Regions from separate parts of the Mus musculus genome. Here region 2 is linked to region 1. The links are chromatin contacts, called in public Hi-C maps. All regions are on one chromosome and are shown on one strand. The core of a region is the stretch at or near the end of the contact, and the rest is flanking DNA. Distances in the headings are between cores, read along the strand shown. Region 1 holds the start of Etv1 (ets variant 1). Region 2 overlaps Etv1 (ets variant 1).

What was found. A called contact is a pair of places that touch in the nucleus more often than the background predicts.
Region 2: a contact with region 1 is called in a Hi-C map of bone marrow-derived macrophages, with 3 times the contacts expected there. The contact joins the enhancer-like site here to the promoter of Etv1 in region 1. A contact is called at or near these places in 4 of 39 promoter capture datasets (3T3-L1-derived adipocytes, the C10 cell line and pre-B cells), 1 of 15 datasets of contacts at CTCF or cohesin (the NIH/3T3 cell line), 14 of 484 Hi-C or Micro-C datasets (the C10 cell line, the HPC-5 cell line, bone marrow-derived macrophages and 10 more), 5 of 115 datasets of contacts at active chromatin or transcription factors (the NIH/3T3 cell line, bone marrow-derived macrophages, embryonic stem cells and 2 more) and 4 of 9 other capture datasets (adipose tissue, liver, macrophages and 1 more).

Annotation. Positions count from the first base shown.
Region 1 is chr12:38,777,636-38,783,080 of GRCm38.p6, reverse strand. It overlaps Etv1 (ets variant 1), which reads right to left and starts at 2,999. Exons shown (of 13, transcript NM_007960.5): 1 at 2,660-2,999; 2 at 2,102-2,233; 3 at 1,195-1,282. The coding sequence starts at 2,146.
Region 2 is chr12:38,858,901-38,864,345 of GRCm38.p6, reverse strand. It overlaps Etv1 (ets variant 1), which reads right to left. Exons shown (of 13, transcript NM_007960.5): 12 at 2,958-3,059. Among named protein-coding and RNA genes, the nearest start is that of Gm34611, 45 kb to the left of the region's middle. Within about 2 kb of position 3,360, at least 32 of the 459 cell types and tissues checked have an H3K27ac peak or open chromatin away from gene starts, as enhancers often do. A contact at or near this core is called in bone marrow-derived macrophages, cortical glia and forebrain, where this site is marked.

The DNA.
Region 1 (5,445 bases), core at 1,750-4,249:
CTTGCTTATGACATCAATTAAGAGACACTTTAAGAGATTTCTTTAGGCAACTAAATAATATTATATTTAGGCAACTAAATCAAATTACCTTCTTTTATCTTTTTTTTTCTTTTTCAAAATAACTAAGAAGTAAGCTCAGAAAAAGAAAAAAAAAAAACTGAAATTCACTAAGATGGTCTAAGTACAGAAACCCTTCCTAAGAGTGTTTAACTCTTACTAAAATAGAAGTGGGGTAGATATTAGAAAGACAGGACATTTACACTTGAATTTTATGTACAAAATACCAACAGAACTTGAGTTAATTCCCAAGTTACCTTTTCCAGCCAAATAGCTCAACACTAACACAGGGTGCAACTTCAAATACAAGCTTTCAAGAAAAAAAAATTTTTTTAGCCGATCTGTAAACGTCAAAGACATTAGTGTCCTGCTTTGGTTTATTATTAATTCCAAATTATATTCTGCCACCTCACTTGGGGTGAGGGTGGGGGGTAGGAAGAAAAGTGTCTAATGAGAATGAAAATTTCATGAAGTTTTATAATTCAGTCCATTTAATTTTAAATTCAATGTGAACTTTAGTAATTAAGTCTAAGTTTCTTCAAATCATAATGAGTGGCCCCACAGGGCTGAAATAATTCATAGTATATTGACCTCCTACCAACAGTTTATAAGAAGAATCTACAGCCTAATTTACTAAATAATATTATAAGTATTCAATAAGCCTTAAGTTTGATCTAGTGAACATGTTACGGCCTATCAACAAATGTTATGACTTCAAAATGCAGTCATCAAACTCATAAAATTTCAACAATAATATATGGCTTCATTTATATTGTTTAACTTGTAATAAAGTTGAAAGAAAAATGTAAGCAGCAGGCATGGCTGCTTACTTTATCCCAGGGTGTTACAGTTTGAAATTGTTATCTCAGTACAGGGAATTATCTGACAAATGGACAAGAAGGAACACAAAATACTGTTTAAAATAAGAAGGTCACTGCTACGTGTTTATTTTCCTCTCATTACTTTTGTGACAAGACCATAAAATAGTCTCCAAGGCAAACTCACTGTGTGAGTGGTTGCATGTTTCAGTCCATATTTCAATGTCTACTATTTTTTCGATGAGATTAAGATGTCCCCCTTTGGAGGGGAAAAAGTATCAGTGAAAAAAGAGGCGTTCAGCTCAGAATCAAACCTCACCTTCTGAATCATGAGCCAGATCTCTGTTAATGAATTTTCTTTTCCTGACATTTGTTGGTTTCTCGGTACAGTTTCTCCCACGCTGACTCTACAAAGGGAAAGATAAAATCCTTTAAAAGAATATAAACCTCAGATGTCACACGTTTAAAAAAAATGCATACATAACTTAAGCCTACTGGATCCTCTCTCTGAGTAGAAAAGAAAAAGTTCACAGGAGAACTCCAACACATATTGTCTGACTTTGACAGTGGAGGCTCAGGCTGAGAGTTCGGCAGGCAGTGAGGAGGGAGAGTTGCTTCCCAGAGCATGTCCTAACACTCCTGCTTATCCTCATTCTAGTTACATGTAATCTCAGCATCAAAACATTAAGCTAAAACGCTTAATGTTTTTCTTTTCTTTCTTTTTTTTTTTTTCTGAATCAACTCCAGATTAAAACAGCGAATTCCATTCTCTCAGACAGCACCCCCACCCGTAATAAGAGAAGCCAAAGGAAAACTGGGAAAAGTGAGAAAATGAGAGGGGAGGGGGAAGACCCCCCCCAAGACACCCCATGTAAACACAAAATTGTCAGCATTTGTCTCAACTTCGTTCTTTTCAATGTGGCAGATAAACCCAGCCACAAACTTTGAGTGCAGCTGTTGCTGCCCTCCGTCTCCTCTTGCACTCATCGTGGACATATTAACCAGAAGAAGAGGTCTTAAAACAAAACTATGCCTTATCCGAATCACTCAAAGGTAAGCTCATTTTGTAGATAGGGCTTCTAGAAGCAGAGTCGCCCTACAGTGGCAACAAAGCAGATAAAGTGTCTGCAGTCCCAACCCCCTGCCCCCTCCCTTCGCATCTCTCGCTCTCCCCACCCCCGTCCAAGTCAAGTTTATAAACAGCAACTTTCGAACTGATCACTCACGTTGGTGACCACGTAAGGCACTTGCTGGTCATAAAATCCATCCATTCTGCTCCTCTTCGCAAATATTAGCTCAGTGTTTTATATTTTGAGCATTTAGCTGGAGATTTCCTCGGGATCTGGACTTCTATCAACCTAGAGGGGAACAAGATGGCTTTTAGGCTTAAAAAAAAAAAAATCATGAATGAAGCTCTTGCATTTGCATAGCTAATTACCCTCGACAGCCCCATTCACAAAAATAACCCTCCCCTACGCCGCCTTCTTCACCTGGATCCAAAGAGAGCCAAGAGAGTTCACAATTTACATACTTTCGGTCGTATCAAAAATCCTAACAAGAGGCAATGTATTTATTTACACTCTGGATGCTCCCTGCTCGGTCAGTGTACCCCAGGCGGCTCTGATTCGCAAACGTGGGCAAAACTAGCAATGGCGATCAACGAGACTTGCTTTTCACCTAACGGGACTAAAGAGACGGAGCTACCTCTTTCATAAGAATAGTTTTTGCAACCCACAACCATGCAATTATCTGGAGAGACATAAAAAGTTGTTGGAAATACCCACCTGAAGGCCACGCTAGGCGAACGGCTGCAAAAAATTCCCTCCAAATTTAATAAAAACATTAATTATTGCCCAGCACTTCCCCTTGGAAGCCGAAAGCGCCTCTGACAGAGCTGAATTCGGTGGTTTTTCCTCTACTTCTCCTCCAGGGGCCTCCAATCCAAACTGATGGATCGCTGCCTCCCATTGGCTCCACGTCTCTTTCACAAGATCAGATTTCGGGCTGTCAATCAGGCAGCTTTCGGCCCCTTCCCTTGGGTCTCCTGCGCCCCTATGCCTTTGCGACCACTCTGGGAGAAGTCGCAGGGTCCGCACCCAGGAAAAGCCACCGAGGGAAACTACTTCCTTCCTAACTCGCTGTTTTTGTTAAAACCGGAGGGATACTGAAACCTAGTGTATCGAGTCAACCAGTTCTCATTCCTAGCGTTGTTTGGTCCATTATTATGTCCTTAAAGCACTGTCGTAGAGGTTGGGGTACAGATCGAGTGTCCACAATCCCTTTTCTCTACCTTTGACCCGGAGTCCACCCACCACACGCTCCAGCCTTGCTCCTCAGAAGCTTTCGGTCCAAGCTATTTTTTTTCTCCATTTTCAACACTGTAATAGGGCTTATAAGATTTTTTTTAATACATCTTCAACAAAAATGATCTCCTTTCGTCCGTTGGACATGAAAATATTGTAAGGAAAGCAAGCGGGAGAAGCTGCTTCTAAGGAGAGGTGGCGCTGGAAGAGAGGATCCGGAGGAGTACGTAGCAGAGTGGGCGAGGAAAGTATAAAAATCAGATTCATCCTGGAGAGTGCTGAGAGGGAAAAAAACCTCCAGTGGCCACAGAGGGGTGGGGGAGGACTTGGTAGTTCAGATGCCCCCCTCCCGCACCCCTCCCCCGTCCCCGCCGTTTCCGGAGCTTTTGTTATGTATACAGAGAGGCGGAGGGTGTCACTTACTGTACTTGAAGATTTCACTTCCTCCACCAAGAAGTGGGGGAAGAGCAGGGAGGGCTCGGGTTACAAGGACAATGATGGGACCTTTGGAAGCGAGAATCTCTCTGAAGCTGCCTGCCCACAGAGCTTAGTTCTGATGTGTCCCCTTTGCAGCCGCTGCCCTACCAAGAATTGGAAGCCAGGGAGGAGTGGGGCCGGGGCTTTACGGTGCTAAAAGTCACTTGAGACCCTGGCGGGGACCAGAGCTGGGGACTAAAGGACTTTTCCAGCAGCTGTTTAGCCCCGTTGAGCAATGTGCTGCAGTTCTCAATTTCTATTTGAAAGTTTCTTCCCTTAAATGGAACATGGTGGAAACATCAAAATGGGAGCGTGCGCGCCTGGTACTCCGGACCCGCCGAGAAAGAGCGTAGTTTATGACAAAACCACTCTGCGCTTCACCAAGGGAAAAGTGTAGTCTTCCAGGGCACACACAATGCTTGCCCCAAGCCTAGTCAGGGCGCCGCGCGCGTCCTCTTTGAGAGAGGACAGTATCAGAGCCCGGGCGAGGGGTGCGTTCGAACGCTACTAGACTTTGTGAGGGTGCAACCCGAAGAGGGGAGCACAGCGTGGGTAACCCGCCAGTCTGCAAACCCCAGACAAGGCGGTAACAGTTTCCAAAGCCTTTCTGTGAGGCCAGAGCGGGACAGGTATCCAGAGCAACCGGGAGAGGGCGGAGCTTCTCGAAAGGCCCCGGGAGCTTGTCCCTGAAGCCAATGAGGAACCGTGGATTTCCAGTCCATTGTTGTTTATTGCTGACCCCGCAGCGCTCCGCCAGCGGATTGGATGCTTTCGAGCAGGGGGCGTTGCCCATTCCCCCCCCCCCCCACTCCACCTTTCGGCTCCATTCACAAAATCCCAATCTCTCTGGGTCACGTGGTTGGGGGCGTGGCGGATCAAGGAGAAAAAAAATACATAACAAAGGCCCAAGTTCCTCAAACCACAAAAGTTTTTGTTGTTGTTGTTGTTGTTGTTGTTTTGCAGGTGCGCGCAGGTGTCTGTGTGTTTCTGTTTTGGCTTTCCGCCTCTGCACACTTGGTACCAATGACCGTAGAGGAGGGGAAGTACCTTTCTATCGAAGAGCAATAGAGAGAGAGGAAGTAAGTCTAGGCTAATGGAACTCTCACATTGTATAATCCCGGGGTGCCCTGACTAAGAAAAAATCCTGAAAAGGAGGGAATTGAGAGTGGAAAGAAAGCTGAGAAAGGACTAGTAACTTTTCCTTGCTCTTCAGCACGTGGTTGTGTAAATGTGTAAGCTGTCTCACTGTGTAGAAACTATTCAGCGGTCTCCTCTCAGCAGCTGTCATTTCTACTTTGGATTTATCCCCGTGTCATTTTCTCCCCAGCTTCTTTTAGTGCACGTTTTCACACATTGCCGATTTCTAGGTCCCGAAGTCCATCATCTCTAGACAAGCCTCTTCTTTTAGGATGGTCTATCATGCTGCAGACTCTCCACATTTCTCCTTTGCAGTTCTTCAGATGGACCCCCTACCTGTTAACTATTTGACTCCCACAGTAATTGAAAGTTAAGTTCTTATGTGACTAAGGACCCTTTGTCTACAACTCCTCTGAGAAGTCTAAAATGTTGAGCGAAGTATGAGCCTTTAGCAACCGGACATTTGAAGCATGCCCCTTCTCTTGGCTCCCGTTCTCTTTCTCTGTCCTCACAGTGAGATATTTCCACTCATCCTTGCTCCTGGCTTCTTAGTGAAATACTAGCTTCTAGCCTAATGCCTAGTTATGGTCTACCCTTGGCACCGAGGAGAAGAATAATACAGTAGCAGAAGGTAAGGAAAGCGTTGAGAATTT
Region 2 (5,445 bases), core at 2,111-4,610, 81 kb before region 1:
GGAATGACTGCCAAGGAGTCTGCTGCTCTGGACTCAGAGTTAGAATATTTGTTGCCCTGAATTTAAGTAAAAGGAGCCACATTAGAGTCCAAGTAATCTGGATATCTAGAGGTTTGAAAGAGCCAACCCCGAGAGATGTTTATGAATCTGGACATGTTTCTTAAACTGCTCTTCAGTTCCTTGTCTTGTGAAATTGAAACAGGAAGGGCTCCTTGGAAGGCCAGCTGTGATGCATAGAAAAACTCTAGCACAGTTCAAAGCAAATGGAGACACCTAGTTAACTCTCCTCCTTTAGACCTCATTACATACACACATTCACACACACACACACACACACACACACACACACACACACACACACACACAGACACACACACACAGACACACACACGGAATGAAGTAATGAAGTGAGTCCCAAAGTAAAAACCAGGCAGTTTCAGACAAAAGCTGAGATATACAGAATATATCTTAGTTTTGTTTCCGTTCTTCCCTATTTTTCAAACTACTTTCAGGAAACGAAGGTAAAATAAATGCTGTATTCAGCATGCCTCTGAGTCTTCTATAGCCCACTCTGTTTAGTTTGGGGCTACAGAAAAAGAATTGTTTGCTTTAGGGAGTGCACCTGTTTTGTCTGACACGTTTGACATGTTGGGGTTGTCTTCACTTAGAAGCAATGTAATAAGTGAGAACGATTTCATCATGAGGAATTTAAATGTACAATATGCAGCAGAAATCATCAAATATCGTAGGAACTTCTGCTTTCTACTTCCTTCTAGTTTCCTGTGAGGGAACACTTTCATGCTACCTCCATACTTTCCACCCCGTTAAAGCTGACATACAAACAGAGTGAATGATGCCCTCCTTGGTTAGTGATACAGTTGTGGTGTAAGAAGCCCTGTAGGTTATTAGGTAAAGCTAAAGGCAACAGTGAGGTGACAAAACACAGGGATTTTGTGGAGGAACATATCAGAAGTAAACAGGGAGGTAGATCTGTCAAATAAAGCCCAGACAGATATTTAAATTACATTTCAACTTTTAAATTTTCAAGATGGTTCAGCAAGGGTACTTGACACCAAACCTGACAACCAGAATTCGACACCTGGGACCCACAGATTGGAAAGTCAAGCTTGATTACTGCAAGGTATCATCTGACTTGCACACATACACTGGTGGTACACACACACACACACACACACACACACACACACACACACTAAATAAATAAGTAAATAAATAAATATAATAATTTTTTCTAAAATTTGAAGGAGAAGGAATAGGGGTATATTTGACCCAAATAAATTATATTTATGTATGAATATTAAATTAAATAAATAAAATATCAAATATAGATGATAAGCAAAAGAAGCAAACATAATTGTATTATGCAGAATACAAACATTACTATATTAGTATAGTAATACTTAAATATTTTATGTATTGCTTAAGTATTCTAAGCATTGCTACATGTTTAACAAGATGTGCACATATTTTATCTACGAAGTACAATAAACATTTTTCAGCATTCATTTCTATTTCAGAAATATGGAAATTAATAACCATTTATAATGTTTCATTTGCATTAACCCATTTGGTTATTTTTATTTTACTCTTCAGGCTTCTAATTCAACTGCTCTTTTCACACAGCACAAGTGCCTAATTAAGGTTTTAAGCCAATGAGCAAATATGGTCATACAGACTTGAATGTAATTCCCCATTATATATTTTTATGTAATAAAATGGGGAGACACAGAGTTCCTCTGAATAAACTATGCTACAATTTACTTTGCCATGAGGATAGTCGATACCCATAGCAAGAGATATCATGAAACAGGCAGAACATTCTAGAAAGAAGTCTCATAGAAGTCATGAATGTTTCTTAAAATAGCACACTGTGCTTATAAGGAGGCTAAGAGAACTTGCTAAGAGTCTAAGGGGCCCTGATTGGTTACTAGCTACATGCAGACTCCAAGTTTTGCACGTTGGTGTGATAAACAACCTCCCTTCCTAGTACCAAACAGTGGCATCCGCAAAGTCCATTCCATGCAGGATTCATATCTACATGTAGGGCTATATAAGCCACAGACCACACAAGGCTGAAGGAAATAATAACAAATATCCAAATGTTTTATCTTCATATATTCATTTATTCATGGCCTCCTTTATAAATGTTATATTTTAAGTACATTTTATCTTTATCCATGTTTTTGTATTTTATGCAAAAGAACTTTTAAATATTAAAAGCTCATTTGAATTAAAATATATTGAACTTTGTTCTATGAACCAAATAAGATGAAACATTTATTTCAGGCAAGTAGTTTGGGATAGTAAACTGTCAAGTGATGAGATAAGGCAAGATATCTAGCAAGAAAAAAAATTTTTTTTCTTTTTCTAATAAGAACAAGGGCTGCCTGAGTGTTTTAAGAACCAGAACAAGAGATCCGGGTGGTGGTGGCGCATGCCTTTAATCCCAGCTCCTGGGAGCAGAGGCAGGTGGATTTCTGAGTTCAAAGCCAGCCTGGTCTACAGAGTGAGTTCCAGGACAGCTAGGGCTCTGTAGGGAAACCCTGTCTTAAAAAACCAAAGGAAGGTAGGGGCAAAAAAGAAATAGAACAAGAAAAAAAAAACAAGCATTTCAAAAATGTGTGACTCTGAGGTACAATAAAATTACAGCCTTTAGAGACCTGGAGATCCAGTATCAATACTGAAATTACCTGTTTACCATGTGTAGCAAAGTGAAAGCTTCCAGAAAGATTGTCATTTGGTAGATACCACTATACATTTATGTCCAATGTCCATGAAGTTATAAATAGAGTCCTGATATCCTAAGCAGGAGCCAAGTTGTGTCAGCATGGGGGAAAGCCTGACTGAAGCAAAGCCCTGATAATGTGCTCTCTAAAAATATGACGTGGAGACCAATGGGCACCGTCACAGTGAGCTTTAATGAATCATCATCTCACCTTTTGCATGATTCCCTTCTCATAATAATAGCGGAGAGAACGACTAAGTTTGTCATAGTTCATCGCCGGCCTGTTCTTCTGAATGCCCCAACGCCGGGCCACCTGCCACCAAAACAGAATCCTATTGTTAGTGCTGAGTCTTAAACTGGCTTACACACTTAGACACACACACACACATACACACACACAAAGAGGAGAGAGAGAGAGAGAGAGAGAGAGAGAGAGAGAGAGAGAGAGAGAGAGAGAGAGAGAGAGTTCATAAATATATGACTTCTAAACGCACCTTTCAAATCTAAGGCATAAAGAAAGAGCAACAGCAACAGCCTTCATGTTGTGAATTCCCTGTGTCCTGGTTTAAACCAGGCTTACAGTTCTCTCTTTTCAACGTCACAATAGGATCCTTTGTCACCATTGTTTTGGATAGAAATTAAATGGAAATAAGGGAATGTGTTTGCATCACGAAAGAACAGACTGTGCAATTCACCAAAATGAGGCAGATTTTCCCTTCTGCCATACACTAGCAGTCTTTTCCTTCCTGAACTTTCAGACAAAAAAAAAAGAAAAAGAAAAAGAAATCCCAGATTAGGAACTGCTTAATGATCCCTTTGTAAAGGTGTTCTATTGCATTTGTTAAAAAAAGAAAGAAAAAAAAAAAGACTCTGCTCAGATTGTATGAAGAAAGAGTGACCAGCAGCTGGCAGTGAGGCAGCAGGGGGAACAGTATGCCAATTAATAAGCTCAAGTACAAATAATTGTTGCCTAAATCAGCATCTAAGAAAACTATAGCCAACCCCAAACTGGAAAATTAAACTCATTTAGGAAACATTAATTGGATGCTAAAAATAAGGCGGAAGTGGAAAAGTCACCATGTATATGAGTCTTTTCCTTTTAAAGCAGAATGTCCACAGTGTGGCTTTCATAAAGGTCTCAGAAGGGTTTCAAATGTGACGGTCATAGAGATGGATGTGGTTAGGACAGAGCTTTCCAACAGAGCTTAAAACCACTTCTCCTTCCCAATGGCACCACTCCACTTCACCATCACGCTGGGCTGACGGAGGCATACAGAGAGAGGAGCCTGTTTCTCTCACCCCAGTGCAGTCTAGATCTCATTAAGCCTCATTCTTTGGTAGTCTGAGGAAAGATCATGCTCAGCCTGAGCAAGCCCAAAACAGAGCATGAGCCTTTGTTTCCTCAAAATTCCAAGTTATGTCCTATCAACAAAAAGAGTCCTGAGAATCATCTCTCTGCTCGTGTCTTCCCTTGGTTAGCAGCAATCTGTCACCCACACCCCACCCCACCCATCTTTAAGTAGTTTGTGTTTTCGAAATGAACAAATAATCATGTTGAATCACATGGATTGGTGTACTGTTCTGTGAGTAGTGATACGATCGAGCAGAAACAAAACTATTCGTTCAAGCCAGCAGTCAAAGGGGAGAACACATCTTAATTTTCCACAATCTTTACAGTAAATGCTCTAAGCAATAGTGAATGCAGCAGGGACAGGTGCCAAAATGAAAGGAAAGCAAGCCAGGCATGGTGAGGTGTGTTGGAAATTCCAGTACCTGGGAGCTGAATATGAGACTAAGACTATAGCAGGAGATTATGAGTTCTAGACCACCCTGGGCTATGAGACCCTGAAATGAGGAACAGAATGGAGATGAGGGATAGACTATGAAGGAAGAAAGGAAGGAAGAAAGGAGGGAAGGAGGGAAGGAGGGAAGGAGGGAGGGAGGGAGGGAGGGAGGGAGGGAGGGAGGGAGGGAGGGAGGGAAAGAAGAGGGGAGTTTTGTTTTGTTGGGGTTGTTTTCTAGGTTTTTTTTTTTTAAGTAAAATCCTTCAAAAGTGTAATGAAGGCTATCAGTTGCTCAATAGAGATACCAAGTTGTGTCCTAGCCACAAAAGCTCGCAAGTGTGAAAAATTCTGTTAAGCAACAGTTCCTGAAAAACAGCATTTACCAATTAGTCTTTATTAGAATTTGCCATTTAAGAGTTCTCTTCAAAATTAAAAGGCAATGAACTTTAAGGCACCATAGAAGTCTCTGGAGAGGGACAGAACTGCTGTGAATACCTTAAGAGAGTCTGCTTCTTATAATGCCAATAGATTCTCAGCACTATGGATTATTAGTCTGTATGTAAAGAAAGTCTGTTCTTAGACATATTTTGTGTCACAATTGGCACAAACGTAAGGTAAAAATAGACAACAATATGTGTATATAATGTAGACAAAAGGGTCTAAAATTAGCAGGAAGCCTAAATAGGTTCCAGGCAGTTAAAAAACTACATCCACTTGGTTCCCCCTAAGTACCACTAATGCCATACATACAATCACTCAAAGTTAAGGAACGGTTTTTAACATGGACTCTCAAAATGAAAAGAAGACTTTCTCATGTCTTACTTTAGATAGGAGCACACAGGGAACAGTGTCTTGGCATGCGTTTTCGCTGCCAGTGACATTAAATGAATCAGTTTAATACTTTAAGTATAACTC